Linked DNA regions of Sus scrofa: all the other regions are linked to region 1. Evidence: chromatin contacts called from public HiChIP or PLAC-seq data. All regions are on one chromosome and are shown on one strand. Each heading gives the region's core, a stretch centred on a gene start, on an enhancer-like site or on the middle of the called end of the contact. The rest is flanking DNA. Distances are from core to core; before and after follow the strand shown. Region 1 has its middle 8.0 kb from the start of SIX1. Region 2 overlaps SLC38A6 (solute carrier family 38 member 6). Region 3 has its middle 69 kb from the start of TMEM30B. Region 4 has its middle 110 kb from the start of SLC38A6. Region 5 holds the start of TRMT5 (tRNA (guanine(37)-N1)-methyltransferase).

Region 1 (2,795 bases), core at 31-2,530:
TATTGTTCCATTTCTCAGCCTAAAGCCATTTAGCGTAACCCGAGCCTAGGATAATTGCCACGTTTCTGCCGCGATACTTTTAAAAACAAGATAATGCTTCTGAATTGCGGAAGAAAGTGCTGTGGACAAATTGGGCGCTGAGCTGCCGAGGTAGATCGTTTTGTTAGGGGCGGCCGGTGGTTTGTGACTCAATTAGTGCATTTCTGGGAGCCGCCGGCACTCTGCAGCCGGGTGAGCTTGAGGCGAACTCCCTCTGTGGCTCCCAGGCGCCGGGAACGGTTGGGAGCGGAAAGGGAGAACTTCAGGCCTGTACCTCTGTCGGTACAAATCCACGCCATGGTGGAAAGTGTTTTTGCATGTCCACACGAGTACATTTTTGGGGGGTTCTAAAGGAGCCAGAATTTCGCAGCTGGAAGCTTGACTGCCTCTGCTATCGAATGGGCCGAGCGATATTTGTCTGAAGCACTAGTTCTCTGGGCTGTGGGGCATGAAATACGGGGTGTGTGTGCGTGCGTGTGTGTGAGGGGGGTACTTGCAAGGTGCCCACTCAAAGCATGCCCCTCTGCGCATTTCGCCAACCCCACAGGGCTTAGATTTTGCAAACAGCGTTTCCAGCACCATTGCTGTACTTGGCGCTGCTCTCCTGGAAGCCAGCAGATTAAGGCTTCTAGGCAGCCAATGGGCCGCAAAGGGAGCTTTCAGGTCTCGGAATCAGGCTATAGGGACTTTCCTTCATCTCTACTCAAGTTCACCAGCACACCCTCCCGCCCCCTGCGCCCACCCATCACCCAGCGTGCAGGCCCGCATCCACATTTCGCCGGCCCATTCAGGGGTCCCGGGTAAGCTTCTCTGCCAGGTGCGCGCCGGCGCCGAGAAGAGCTCGCCGCGCCGAGTCCTCGCGGCCCCGCCCGCAGGCCGTCTGTGCCCAGGCTGGGGGAGCAGGGCTAACCCCCTCCCGGCTGCCGGCGCCAGGAACCCCTCCCCGGGCCGAGCTGGAGCTCTTGGGCGCCGCGTCTGCGCCGGGGACGGCTCCGCCCAGTCAGGCTGCCAGAGGTCTGGCGTTCCGGCCCGGTCGGCCCATTGACTCGGTCACGAGGCTTCGGTCCCTGCATCTCTCTCGATCGTTCTCGGGGTGGTTCTGGGGGCCTAGAGGCGTAGGGGCGTAAGGAAGGAAGGGACAGGGCCGGGGAGGGCGGGGGCGAGAAGGAGGCGCGGAGAGGTCAGCGGAGCTGGGAGGGGGCGCAGGCTGGCGGCGGGCACTGCGGGAGGAGAGAGAGGGCGCTGTCTTCCTGGCAAAAGATCCCTGGCCTAGCCGGGAGGAACCGAAACACACACACGCACATGCACAAGGACACGCACACACACGAAAGGAAAATGCTCGGCCGAGCCCCGGGGGCGAGGGACGCGCGGCGGGGAGGGGCGAGGGTGGCAGAGCGGATTTTCAGCTCACGGACCAGCAACCGCTTCTCCTGCTGTGGCCTGGCTAGAGCCGCGTTGTCTAGACTCGCAGGAAAGGAGTCTTTGGCCCTAAAGCGGCCCCCACAGTTGCCTTCCTTCTTGGCCTCCCTCCCTCGCTTTCTCCTTCGGAAAACTGGAGGCCAAGGGTAAGGTCTGCAACGCTTGGCTGGCGATTGAGGTGCTCCAGTTTGCTCAAGGCGAGCAAGGGGTGGGGGAGAATCCGGATCTCTTTTGCCGGAGCGGAGCGCACTTTTCGGTTTCGACTGTCTTGCAAGGAAACCGCGACGCCAACCAATCCTTCGCATGTAAGCGCCTCACCTGGTTTGGTTGCGCCTTGAGCAGAAACAAGGAAGGGACAGAAGACCCTCTTATTTACTGTCACCGATTGGCCGGGGTGTGCACTCGAAGGCCAGAGGTTCTGAGATTACTATCAACTATTCCCCACCCAAACTCACAAATCTAAAATTTGAATTTATATTAATTCAGGAGAAACTCCTCTATCAACTACCAAGGACAATGTATTCTTGTCTTTATATACTCATAATAAGCCAGGCAAAGCAAAACAAAAGGATCTCAAACTCATGTATTGAAATGCCGTATTAATGGACGTAATTAAAGGCCCTCCAGGTTTATTCATAGATACTAGAACCGATCATCTCTTCACAAGTCCGCCACCAGAGAGTCCCAAGCTCCAGTCCCCATGTGGATTTCCTGGGGAGCCGAGAATCTTCCAGGGCTCTTCCAGCAGAATCCAGGTGGCCCTGTAGCAAGAGAGCTATTTCCTAGGAGTAACTGGGTGGGCTGCAATCTGCCTGCCTCTTCACATTGAGAAACGCTTCTCTTGTGGGAACGTCTGTTTCTATTCATCCGATTTTCTAATTTCTTTGATCAGCCTAAATATTTTCTTGGCAAACGGAAATTGACCATGCCATGAATATGATAACAACCTGCTTGGAAAGAAGCTATTTTGTTTCCAAGCAGCAGGGGGAGGGGGAGTAGCCGGCTGGTAGGAATGCCTGTTAACAGATTCCTGCACATACATTTTTTGCAGTCTCTGAAGCAGCTTGTGAAAGCGGCCTCCCCGCCCCCCATATAGTTTCTTCCCTTTCTCTACTCCCCTCAGATAAACACACACCTGGTCTCCTAAAAGTCTTTGATATTCTTTATTAAAAAAAAATAGAGCTTCAATGGACGCCTCTGGAGAACTTCCCTTTAAAACCTAGATGAAAGGCAAGGTTAATACAATGTTCTCTTAATCCCTTTGCCTGTGAGTCAAAATAAATATTTTCTTCTGTATGTGATTGTACATCCTGCCATTTGGCTGTGGCTATAAGCAA
Region 2 (2,790 bases), core at 121-2,620, 320 kb after region 1:
GAAGAGAAGACCACACAGAATGTATAAGTGAGCATATGGTTTCTTTAGGGAAGAATCTACCATCAGAACTTGACGTAAACTCTTTTTCTTCTCCCCTGTATCAATCACACACCAAGTATTAGTCATAGGACACTAATGTGGTCTAACAAATAGACCAGAACAATCTACTGTCTTTGAAAAATCTCTAAACTTTAGATAGAAAAATATGTGACTCACTAAATTTAACACTCTTACTCTGGAGTTAGGGAAACAGTTGTCTTTGGAAAATGGAGAGCCACATAGTAAAATACTACTTAGAAGCGATTCCTGATTGCCTCTTAGCACTAATGAATGAGGGGCCCAAAATAGGCCAAGTCAGAGAGAGCCCCCAGCTGCCCACTGCCTCAGGCCCTGGAGGAGCATTTGCTGACAGTCTCTGCTGCTTGGACACAAAGTCAAAAAAGCAGCATCTGGAAGTTTTAATATTTAATGCTGTTATAGGGAAGAGAACTCTGGCTGAGAGTTTGAATTTAGTGGACTACAAGTAGAAGGATTAAGAACTGTGAGAGCAAGTAAGTACAGGTAGTTTCCACATAGTTCCTCCAGTTGTGTCGCATTGAGATTCTTTTTCTAAAAACAAAGGTAAGTGGTTAGTTTCACATGTGTTTAAACTCTTGAGATAGACCACTCAGTTGGCTAAAATATCCCCAGAAATCAAGCAGTAAACCCCAAATCATCTTCAGTTAAGCTGAGAAGAAGTCCTGTTAACTCTGAGAAGTATACGATAAAAGTAAATTGATGTTGTTTCTGGTTTTATATCTTGCCCAAATCAAAATGCAAGGTGAGTGGCTCCTAGGAGTATTTAAATCCTTTTTTTCCTCTTATAAAATATGAAGGGGCCACTATGGATAGCATGTTCTTTCCTTAGTTCTTTAATGTTCCAGTTCTTTAAAGGAGATTAAAGATTGAATCACTGCTATACGATTGTGAAAGGAAAACCCTAAACATTAGTAAATACGGAAACCTTTTGAAATTGCTAGAATGACCCAGATTTTCCAGACTAGCAGAGCTCCCACAGACCTACTCTAGCTGTCTTGATTAACACCTCAGTTTGGAGATCTAAGTTTTAAGAGAAACTCAGCACTCCTTTTATGTGGTCAAGTATCACAGTTTCTAAATCTTATAAACAGAAACGTATATAAATAAGATCATTCTCAACTGAGAACTATAAAAATTTCAAATGCTCAGATTTTTGAAAACTGTGATTTAATATTAAGTTAAAAACTATTTGGCTTTACTTTCTGAAAAAAAATATTTTTGGTAGGATAGTGAATTCTGAAGAATTACTTGTTTGTACTGTCTCCTGGGAAACGCGGGTTGGGCGTGCTGTTACAACGCCATCTGCTGGTCAGCTCATCTGTAGTCAATCTGCAAGCTTCTGGAGACCTTGAATAGTATTGTCCAGAAATTCTAGAAAGCAGTTTTAGAATGGGGGAGATAAAGGAAATTGGGAAGAAGGGTCTTTCTCACAAGTACTTCCTTTGACAAAATTTGCTGGTAACTTGTCACTTTAAAAAAGTTTTGAGAAATATTTCTTAGTAAAAATTTTATTGAAGTGTATAAGATTTTCAGAATGGTAAATATTCTGGTCATTTTTTATTCAAGTTTAAAATCTTGATAAATGACAAAACAAACATGTATTTTCCTTGAGTTGTGGGGGTGGAGGGAGTCCCTCCATATATTTTAATTTCTATTTGTGCATAAATTAGGGAAATGACATTGTTTTCAGAATTTTTTTTTGCTTTTTAGGGCCGTACCAAGGCATGTGGAGGTTCCCAGGCTAGAAGTCCAATCAGAGCTACAGCTGCCAGCCTACACCCCAGCCACAGGAATGCAGAATCTGAGCTGCGTCTGTGACCTACATCATAGCTCTCAGCGATGCCATATCCTTAACCCACTGAATGAGGCCAGGGATCTAACCCACAACCTCATGGTTCCTAGTCAGATTTGTTTCCACTGTGCCACGATGGGAACTCCCTTTCAGATTTTTTTTCTTTAAGTCCTTTTGAAAAAGGAGAGAGATTGTGTTGTGAACTATTTTGAGTGGGGATAGACTTTCGGTGGCTTTGGACATTTAGTAGGAACACCAGATTAGCAGATACATTGAATAGAATAAACCAGTTACTATCCATAACTAAAAGCATGTGTTTAGTAAAACTGAATCTCTCTTAGAAGGAAAGGCAAACCTACTATTTCTTCCTATAGCACATCTGTTTAGAGCTGGCTGACTAATCCTTTAAGAAGTTGCTGCACTTCTTCCAAGTGCTGAAAACCTCATTCTGTTTTAAAAATAGATCTGTGTAATCTTATCTCCATATGTGTATTTTAAGTGTTTAACAAAAAGGGTAATTATTTTTATAAATTAATGGTTTCTTAGACCCAAACCCCAAGTGAAACTTTGTCTTTTTTTTTTCTTTCAGTTTTTGTCTTTTAGGGCTGTACCCATGGCATATGGAGGTTCCCAGGATAGGGGTCCAATTCGAACTGTAGCTGCCAGCCTATGCCACAGCCACAGCAACACAGGATCCGAGCTGAGTCTGCGACCTATACCACAGCTGACAGCAACACCGGATCCTTAACCCACTGAGTGAGGCCAGGGATCGAAACCGTATCCTCATGGATGCTAGTCAGGTTCTCTAACTTCTGAGCCATGATGAGAACTCTTTTTAAGGAATCTTGAGTAAAGTAGCCTGTGAGAGTACAGGGTTTGGGGGAAGAGGGGTTGGTTTTTGTTTTGATTTTTTAAAATTT
Region 3 (2,717 bases), core at 66-2,565, 470 kb after region 1:
TCGATCTGAAAGTCTTTAAACCCCCACCTATCTCAAGGTACAGCCCAGAGAGGGGAGAAAACAAGGACCCTCCTGTTTGAATTTCTTGCACTCTTTTCTTCTCCTTTTCCTTTTCCTTCCAGATGAGAAGGCTAGTAGGTCCCACTTCCTCTTTCTGTCTGTGTCTTATCCTTCTGATTCAGAGATACAAGAAGCCTCTTGGCTTGGCCTTAATAGTAGATGGGGTGGGTGCAGGAAGGGAAAACATCCCACTGAAAGGGTGCATGATATTGGGAGGTGTTTCAAAAGCATTATTGAATAAATACATGTATTCATACGAAAAGGTTTGCAAGGATACAGACCACTTCAATGGCCGTGGGCACCTTTAGGGTGTGGAGCGGGGGAGGGGGGTAATGTATTTATGTATGTCATGGGATGTTGATCTTTTGTTTTTTATTTTTGCTTATTTTTTATTTTGGCACTATGGCTATTTTAGTGCTTTCATATTTTTTTTTCCATTTTAATCATCACAGTAGCCCAGTGAGGTAGTTTTTAATCTCCACTGACTTTTAAAAATATTAATAGGCTTTATTTTTTTTCATTTTTAAAAGTTTTGTTGAAGTATAATTGATTGCAATGTTGTGATCATTTCTGCTGTACCACAAAGTGATTCAGTTATACATGTACACACGTCCATTCTCTTTTAGATTCTTTTCCCATGTAGATTATCACAGAGTATTGGGTAGAGTTCTCTGTGCTATATGGCAGGTCCCTGTTGGCAAAATGTTCCATATACCTCAGTGTGCATAGGAATAGACTTTATTTTGTAGAGCAGTTTCAGGTTTACGGAAAAGTCGAGGGGAAAGTACAGAGTGTTCCCATATACCTACCCCACATCCCTCCCCAATTTCTCCTATTACTAACATCTTGCATTATTGTGGTACATTGGTTACAACGGATGATCCAATGCTAACACATTGGCACATTATTATTAACTACAGTGCATAGTTTACATGAGGGTTCACTCTTGTGTTGCACATTCTGTGGGTTTCAACAAATGTACCATGACATATATCTACTGTTACAGTATCGTACAGAATAGTTTCACTGTCTTAAAGATCCCATGTGCTCCACCTATTCATCCCTCCCTGTAATTGATTTTTAAAAAATCTGTGATAGTCTTGATTCCTGTGCTTGTCCTTCTGGCTGTCCCTACTTGCCCAAGAAGTGAAACCCGGTCCACTGCACCTGTTCTTTTCATCACTGACTCTGCTCTCTGTGATAATAGTATCATGAGTGGTCTGCAAGCACCTCAGCCTGCCACCACCACCACTTGTCAGGGGAAAACCCAGACAGGATGAGATCCACATTCTCAGCTGTCCCTGTCTTCCAAGGAAGAGAAACCCTAAACCAGTAGCTAAAGGATGAAACCAGATACCCCAGGGAAGGGTGGGGGATGGCAGGTCTCTGGTGGTCTGGAAGAGGCGCCAAGCCAGAAGCCCCAGAGTGCTGGGAAAAGCAGCAGGGAGATGTGGATAATCCCAGGTTACATCTCAGACGCTGTGGGGAAGTGGCCTCGAGTAACAGGATTTGGGGTTTGAGAGCAGCTCTTACTGCCCAGTGATTAGGAGCAGTGTGGGGCCTTTTTGCTTCCTGAGTAAAATCAAACCAGAATTCCAGACGTTGGTACTGGCAGGGGGTGGGCGGAGGGGGGGAGAGTCTCTCGTGGAGACAGCTGAGAGTGAGGTTGGAAGATTTTCCTCTAGGCAATGTTTTTCAAATATTTTTACTCTGACCCAGGAGCAAAACTATATTTTATCTTGACATCTAGTGCACACACAAACATATACACATACACTGCCAACACTATCAGCATCACCTGGGATCTTGGCAGAAATGCAGGACATGAACTTCACTTTGGACTTACTAAATTAGAACCTACATTTTGATAAGGTTCCCAGGTAAGTATGATGCACATTAAAGATTAAGAAGCACTCCTCCAGGGGACCCAGAGCTAAAGATGAATAAACTATACATATGAACCTCATGTGTTCTAGTTCCATGGGTTTTCTCCATTTCAGACCAGATCCCTTAGTACATTGTCTAAATACTTCAGGCAGCAGTAATCCTGGGATCCTATCTCCCAGGATCTCTTATCTCTTCTCAAGACTCTTCCAAATAATAATGATGAGGAGGAGGATGATGAAAATCTAGCTGATTTGTATTATAGAGCTAAGCATGGACTGAATGCTATTCAATTCAATGCCTTGAAAGTATTAACTCTTTCAATCCTCATAACAAAGTAAGATAGGTTCCACTTTATTTTTGCATTTGATAAATGAGAAAACTGAGATACAGAGAGCTTTCATAGATTTCTCAGGTAACATGCTAATAAATGGGGAAATACAAATATAATACCACCAAATGGAAAAAAGTGGGAAGCACACCAGTGATAGAAAACAGTCAACAGATTTCCCCAAGATGGAAAGTGGATGGGGGCGGGGGGTGGGGTGTTGTTGAGTGAAACAGGTGGAGAAGGTTAAGACTTTATGTATTCTCCCTGGAGGGCTGCAAAGGTGATTGGAGCCAGTCTACCTGCCAAAATCACTGAGAGGGTCTGTCCTCAAAATCAGGAGGTATGGTTAAGGGTCAAGGTGATCGCTGAGAGTGAAAACTAGACAACTGCCCTGTTGGCACATCCCATAACTGCCCCCACCCCCCACCTTAGTGCATGAAGC
Region 4 (2,835 bases), core at 46-2,545, 400 kb after region 1:
CAGAGAGCCTGGGGCACGGAGGGAGGTCTTGGGCCTGACTGGACTCCAGGGCCCTGGGGTGGTTCACAAACCTCTCAGGACCTCATGCTGCTGCCCCACCCAGGCGAGGTCACACACTGTCTCACGTAACCCAAGCAGCCCTCACGCCTGCCTCCTGCTCTGAGAGACATAACGTTCCATGAGTATCTCCCTTTCCACCTTGAATCTGAGCCTTTAGCCTCCCAGCTCCTCCTCAACAGACCAGGGAGGCAATGGCACACCAGCCTGTTCCCCAGCTCAGGGAGAACTGGATCTGGACTCACCTCATTGGAGCCTGAATGGGATCCAGACCATCAGCCACCCCATCACCCATCCCTCCATCAGAGTTTTTCATGGTTCTGCTTCCCTGCCACCCAAGAGGTCACAGAGGTGCAAACAGCAGAGCCTCAGACCTCATCTTTCCTTTCCAGACCACCTTCTTTCCTTTCTGGAGATGGGAGACATAGAGGGAGCCTGAGACCTGTCCCACCTGTGGCTGATAGGACCTCCTCGGTAAGTTCTGCTCTTCCCACTCAGCAAAGCACACGTGTGCACAGGCAGCCGAGCTGCTGGCCGTCCAGACTATTTTTAAACAGACTAAAAATACTGACTTACCTCAGAGGACTGTGCTGAAGGAGCTTGTTTAGGGTGTCGGATGAACCTTTGCAAATCTAAAATGCTTTGCATCACCTGCTCCTTCACCCCGTGGGTTCCTCCCCTGGGAACCAAGAGAGTTATAAACTCAGGCTGGCAAAGAACAGGGTGATGGGTGGACTGACCGGGAAGCTCTCTTTGTGGGTTTGGTGATGCTCTGTGAGATTTGGCCTCTCTAGATGCTGGCCAGCTCCAGGGCAGATCCTGAACTGCCAGGCCCAGAGCCAGGCCAGCGCATAGAAGGCTCCCTGTGTGTGTTGGTTGTTGAAGGGTGTTTCTTGGCGGGGGCAGCGCAGGTGCCTGAGCTGTTATGATTTCTGACACCCCTGTTGGGTAGGAGAAGCCCAGGCACACATGTGTCTACCCCGCTCCCCTCCCCCTCCCTTCTACCTCAGCCCTGGGCCGGTCCCCTCTGCTTCCCCCACATAAGCCTTCATGTTGCAGCACAGCGGAAGGTCAAGTGCTCTCCTGTTCTAGGGCAGACACTTTGGGTTTAACCTTGAGGCAGAGGCTCAGCTGCCCTGACAACCCGTGGCTTCTTTCTGCAGCAACACCTCCTGCAAAGGTAGCCCAGCACGTCCTTGGCCACGGGTTTCCCAGGGCAGTAAAAATAGCTGAGGCCCCGCAGCTGCTGAATGATGAGTTCTGGAAGGAGATGATTGATTCTCACAGCTGAGTCCCGGGGTCAGGGAGCGCCGAGCAGGCCGAGGGGCCAGGGTGAAGGCTGGGCTGGCCCCGGGGCTGCTCTAGATAGAGCTGTTGACAGAGGGATCTGTGCTCCCCCCACCTGAGGGGAGCACCGAGTAAGCGGATTAAAAGGAACTGCAGAGGGCTCTGTGAGAGGGAGACAGTGCAGCCCTTTCTTTGAGGCCAGACTGGACCTTTTTTGACATATGCAGTCACCTCCCCTCCTTCACCGGGGACAAAGTTCAAAGTGGGGTGGGAGTTACTTTCCAGGGAAGGTGACGGGCTGGTACAGTAATGGGAGCCCCCGCTTCCCCTAAAACTATGGAGCTGTTGGGGCTTATGAAACACCCCGGGGACACAGGTGTCAGGTAGCTTCTGGCAGCCTGGGGTCACTCTCTGCCCTCCCCCCACCCTGCCCCTGGGCTGCAGCAGTACCCTGCCTGCTTTGTCAGGGGCCTGGGCCTGGGCCATTGACCTGGGCTGCTCCGATTCTTCATGGTGATCTAAGGTGAACCGTGTCCGTGGAGCTCCTGACCAGTAACAGTAGCTTTTAAGCCAGGATCCTGCAGTTGTTGGGCTGTTCACAAGGAAACAGCTGGAAGGGTGAAGTTCTACAGCTGGACCTGATCTGGACAATTCAGAGATACAGCCATATGTGTTTACTTTACAGTGCATGTTTTTAAGGCAATCTATAGCCCAGGGTTCCATACAGCAAAAATAAGGTTTCAGAGGGAGAAAGAAGAAATTGCTAGAGGAGGGAGGAACTAAGAGGCAAATGAAAAACAATATATTTTCCTATGAGATTATTAAAAAGATGACGAGGCAGCCAGACATGGGTGTGTGTGGGGGGGATAATCCAGGTGGCTTTTCTCCCCAGGAAAAGGGGCTGCCTTGTCATCAGAGCAGAGGTACGGGGGAGACCTACTGGTTTTCATGAAAGATGTAAAGATTCTGCAGAGGAGCCTGAGTTAGGACTACAGGCCAGAAAGAGAGGTGGCCCCTCCTTTTGTCTTTCATGCTACCTGCGGGGCATCAAGGTGTGTCTTTATCTTTCTGGAGTCACTTGAGATGCATGCACTCAGCCTCCCTTTCTTGCTGTTCTTTGCTCAGAGGTGGGGTTGCAGATATTGTGATTGGTGTGGAAAAGATTCCAGAACTGTAAGAAAAGGACCCCACAGGTTACCTCCAGGTCTGTCCTTGATACCTATGGGGGACGAATGGAGAGTCTTTCTCTTCCAAACCCTCCTCTGTCCTGCACAGTGGGAGGCCTCGCATACACCCATGCACAGACAACTCAACAGCTTGGATGCACGTCCAAGCTCCATCTCTGCATGCCACTTGGCCACTGCCTGCAGCCAGGAGTGTGCATATTGGCCACCCTCGGGAGGACAGACCTGGGCAGAGGCCATAGGTAGGGGCCATTTGGGTGTGGCATTTCCAGGTTCAATTATCTAGAGCAAGACTAGAGTGAGGTGT
Region 5 (2,819 bases), core at 22-2,521, 290 kb after region 1:
ATCCTAAAAAAAAAGTATTTTTTAAAACAAATACCATAAAGCTACACACTAACTTAACATGTTCACAATAAGTTTGGGGAATAAAATTTTAAATTGTTTTAAATAATGGGTGAATGCTGATGATTAAAACTTTTAGTGGTGTGTGAGAAGAATACTATCATTTCCAGGACAGGATGACCTTTAATGGTGGTAAATAATAAAAGTGCACCTTCTACCCATGTGTTGCCAGGACTAGGGCTTTGTGATCCATCACCCTTCGTTCAGTCAATGGACCTTCCCAACCACAATTTTCTATAGAACATGTTTGGGATTGGAAGGCTGAAGTTTAAGAATCACCACTAAATGAAATGGTCACAATATTTATGACCTTACCAATGGCAATATTTAAAAGGAAATTCTTGTGGATTCCTATTAGGTCAGGTGCTTTACATACATTATCAATCCTTGAGAGGTGTGCGTGGTATCACATTCTCATTTTGTAAATGAGTAAACTAAAGCTCAAGGGTAGGTTAATTGGCCCAAATTCCCGTTCCTGCCAAGTGGCTGAGCAAGGATTAAATTCCAGGGCCTGGTATTCTTAATATACTTCTATGTTGTCTTCGAAGTTTTACTGCCACAACTCCTGCCCATAACTAGAGGTTTCAGTATTTTGAGGATGAGGCCTGTTAAGTGTTATACTCATATTCCATTAACAGTATCAGTTATTCATTTTGTTACCGAAGAAGTAACTGTAAAAGGAAAGGGTCCCGTCTGGTAACCCTATAAAGCAACTGTCAAAATTTATAGCCAGGGTTCAAATTGGGTCTAGCAGGTAAACAGATGTGTAATTTACTTTGGGTAAATTACTTGATGTGAGTCTCGGCTTTACATGTGTAAAAATATGGCTAAAGTTCTATCAGAAAGCTTTTGAAAAGATGAAAGAGACTCCACACTCCCTGGTACTGTACTCAGACCTAGGCTTGGCAGGGCACCCGGGCGGTGGGTGACCTCGCCTAGGCAGCGCAAAGCGGAAAGCCGCCCTGAGCTGACCGGTACCGACAACACGCCCTCAGCCCCTTCGAAATATCAAAGGTGTAGCGGCCACCATCTCATCAACGTCACCATCCCATTTACCGGCGTCGCTCAGCAGCTGCCTCCCAGACCAACCCCTCACCTCATGCTCTGCTGCGGCTCGGAAATGGGTCGCCGACGGAGAGGCGGGCCCTCGATGACAACATCAATGTTCGTCGCCGAAGGGCGAGCGTCATCAGATCGCGTCGATTACCTTCTTCCTTCCCCGCCCTAGTGAGGTATAGGCACCCGGAAGGGCCGGGAATGCAGCCCCGCCTCTGGCGCGACTCTGGCCGGGAGAGCAGTGGTGGTAGCTGGTAGATGGACTGGGTCGTCGGCCAGCAAGCAGCATGGAGGCGCCGTGGGGGACCATCAGTGCGGAGCCGGGCTGGTTTGTCTCTACCCAGCAGATAGAAGAAGCAGAGGCGGAAGAGTTAAGCCCGTTGCTAAGCAACGTAAGTTAGCACAACTCGAGTCCCGGCACTTTTCTGATGTTCCTGCCAAATACGACGGAGAAAAGAAAGGGGAAGGCGAAGGGAGGAGGAAGAGGCTTAGGGCATGGGGCCCAAAGGCAGCAGCCGAGATTCCGAGATCTGGCGGACTTAATGAGTGTCATAGGAGCCTAACCTGTGCTAGAAAGAACAGCTGAAGTAGAGGTGCAGGCTCAGGTGAAGAGGTGCAGCGGCGAGTTGGAGGCTGGTGACCCCACTTAAAGGAGTAGCCCCAGGATTATGTAACTCCCTGCTGTTTTTTAGCATCTTTGTTGGTTTCTCGGCTTCTCGTTTCCTTCACCAGTCGTTTGAGCTTTGTGCAAGAGTCACAAGATTTTTCTTTTCCCAGCTTAGTCACTGGGGACCTGTAAATAACTTAATGCAGAGATCCTTAATGGTGAAGGAGTAGAGGTGGCCTGATAGTAGGTACATAGTACTTCCCTTGACCCTAAAGCCTGTGCACTCAACTTTTAACTTAAGTCAGTTTCTAGGACTTTGTTCCCAAATACTGTTTTAGTATTCCATACTGTTTAGTATTCCATAGTGTCCTCGCCAGAGCAACGTGAATCGCTATTTACTGTATCATCATTGTCAGGTGTTCCTGACCATCCTTCCCGTTGGGCAGACTTAATTCATTAAGTATATAAATAGAGATTAATTTTGCTGTCCTAGTCATTGAGGAGCAGCAGAAGTCTACAGTAACCCCATGCTGATTCAGGGATTCTTCAGTAATCATGTGAGCTTGGGGCCATGTTCCTGCTCTCTGTCCCCACCCCCATTTTACCCTATCTTCATCTTTTGCAGTCACAAGGTTAGTCATGACTTTTCAGAAGCCGACCTGGTTTCTGTGCTTGGAGTTGATTTTCCTAGGAAACCAAATTCCTGGTGCTGCACTAAGGGGAGGTGAGGAGGGAAGGAAAGGAAACCAGTGCTGGGTTGCTGGTTGAGCCCCTGGTATGTCACATCATGTGTCTGGTTTGCAGATATCCTCCATTGTCTGTCATTTCTTGATGAAATTTGAACCTCACCATTCAAACATTTGACTCTATTAAATTTGTGTGCTTACAGGAACTTCACAGACAGGGATCCCCAGGTGTTTCATTTGGTTTCTCAGTGTTTAATTTGATGAATGCCATCATGGGAAGTGGCATCCTTGGCTTAGCTTATGTTATGGCTCACACTGGCATTCTTGGATTTAGGTGAGTTATTTTCTTATTTTACCATTACTTTTTTCCCCCCTTAATTTTGATAGTTCAAAATAAGCAAAGAGATAGGCTG

Evidence for each region. HiChIP or PLAC-seq counts read pairs in DNA pulled down with a chosen protein or histone mark.
Region 2: a contact with region 1 is called in an H3K27ac HiChIP or PLAC-seq map of skeletal muscle. The contact joins two enhancer-like sites. A contact is called at or near these places in 6 of 47 Hi-C or Micro-C datasets (embryonic fibroblasts, epiblast stem cells, fetal heart ventricle and 3 more) and 1 of 2 datasets of contacts at active chromatin or transcription factors (skeletal muscle).
Region 3: a contact with region 1 is called in an H3K27ac HiChIP or PLAC-seq map of skeletal muscle. The contact joins two enhancer-like sites. A contact is called at or near these places in 2 of 47 Hi-C or Micro-C datasets (embryonic fibroblasts and fetal skeletal muscle) and 1 of 2 datasets of contacts at active chromatin or transcription factors (skeletal muscle).
Region 4: a contact with region 1 is called in an H3K27ac HiChIP or PLAC-seq map of skeletal muscle. The contact joins two enhancer-like sites. A contact is called at or near these places in 3 of 47 Hi-C or Micro-C datasets (psoas muscle and skeletal muscle) and 1 of 2 datasets of contacts at active chromatin or transcription factors (skeletal muscle).
Region 5: an H3K27ac HiChIP or PLAC-seq map of skeletal muscle shows a contact between it and region 1. The contact joins the promoter of TRMT5 here to the enhancer-like site in region 1. A contact is called at or near these places in 5 of 47 Hi-C or Micro-C datasets (embryonic fibroblasts, fibroblasts, psoas muscle and 1 more) and 2 of 2 datasets of contacts at active chromatin or transcription factors (alveolar macrophages and skeletal muscle).

What each region holds. Positions count from the first base shown.
Region 1 is chr1:189,631,206-189,634,000 of Sscrofa11.1, forward strand. No RefSeq gene overlaps it. Among named protein-coding and RNA genes, the nearest start is that of SIX1, 8.0 kb to the left of the region's middle. Within about 2 kb of position 1,281, at least 38 of the 83 cell types and tissues checked have an H3K27ac peak or open chromatin away from gene starts, as enhancers often do. A contact at or near this core is called in fetal skeletal muscle and skeletal muscle, where this site is marked.
Region 2 is chr1:189,950,936-189,953,725 of Sscrofa11.1, forward strand. All of the region lies in intron 5 of SLC38A6 (solute carrier family 38 member 6), which reads left to right. Among named protein-coding and RNA genes, the nearest start is that of SLC38A6, 29 kb to the left of the region's middle. Within about 2 kb of position 1,371, at least 9 of the 83 cell types and tissues checked have an H3K27ac peak or open chromatin away from gene starts, as enhancers often do. A contact at or near this core is called in fetal skeletal muscle and skeletal muscle, where this site is marked.
Region 3 is chr1:190,101,391-190,104,107 of Sscrofa11.1, forward strand. No RefSeq gene overlaps it. Among named protein-coding and RNA genes, the nearest start is that of TMEM30B, 69 kb to the right of the region's middle. Within about 2 kb of position 1,316, at least 3 of the 83 cell types and tissues checked have an H3K27ac peak or open chromatin away from gene starts, as enhancers often do. A contact at or near this core is called in fetal skeletal muscle and skeletal muscle, where this site is marked.
Region 4 is chr1:190,034,181-190,037,015 of Sscrofa11.1, forward strand. No RefSeq gene overlaps it. Among named protein-coding and RNA genes, the nearest start is that of SLC38A6, 110 kb to the left of the region's middle. Within about 2 kb of position 1,296, at least 8 of the 83 cell types and tissues checked have an H3K27ac peak or open chromatin away from gene starts, as enhancers often do. A contact at or near this core is called in skeletal muscle, where this site is marked.
Region 5 is chr1:189,922,037-189,924,855 of Sscrofa11.1, forward strand. TRMT5 (tRNA (guanine(37)-N1)-methyltransferase) reads right to left here and starts at 1,272. Exons shown (of 5, transcript XM_003121846.4): 1 at 1,154-1,272; 2 at 1-3. The coding sequence starts at 1,158. SLC38A6 (solute carrier family 38 member 6) reads left to right here and starts at 1,349. Exons shown (of 16, transcript NM_001267849.1): 1 at 1,349-1,505; 2 at 2,610-2,740. The coding sequence starts at 1,401.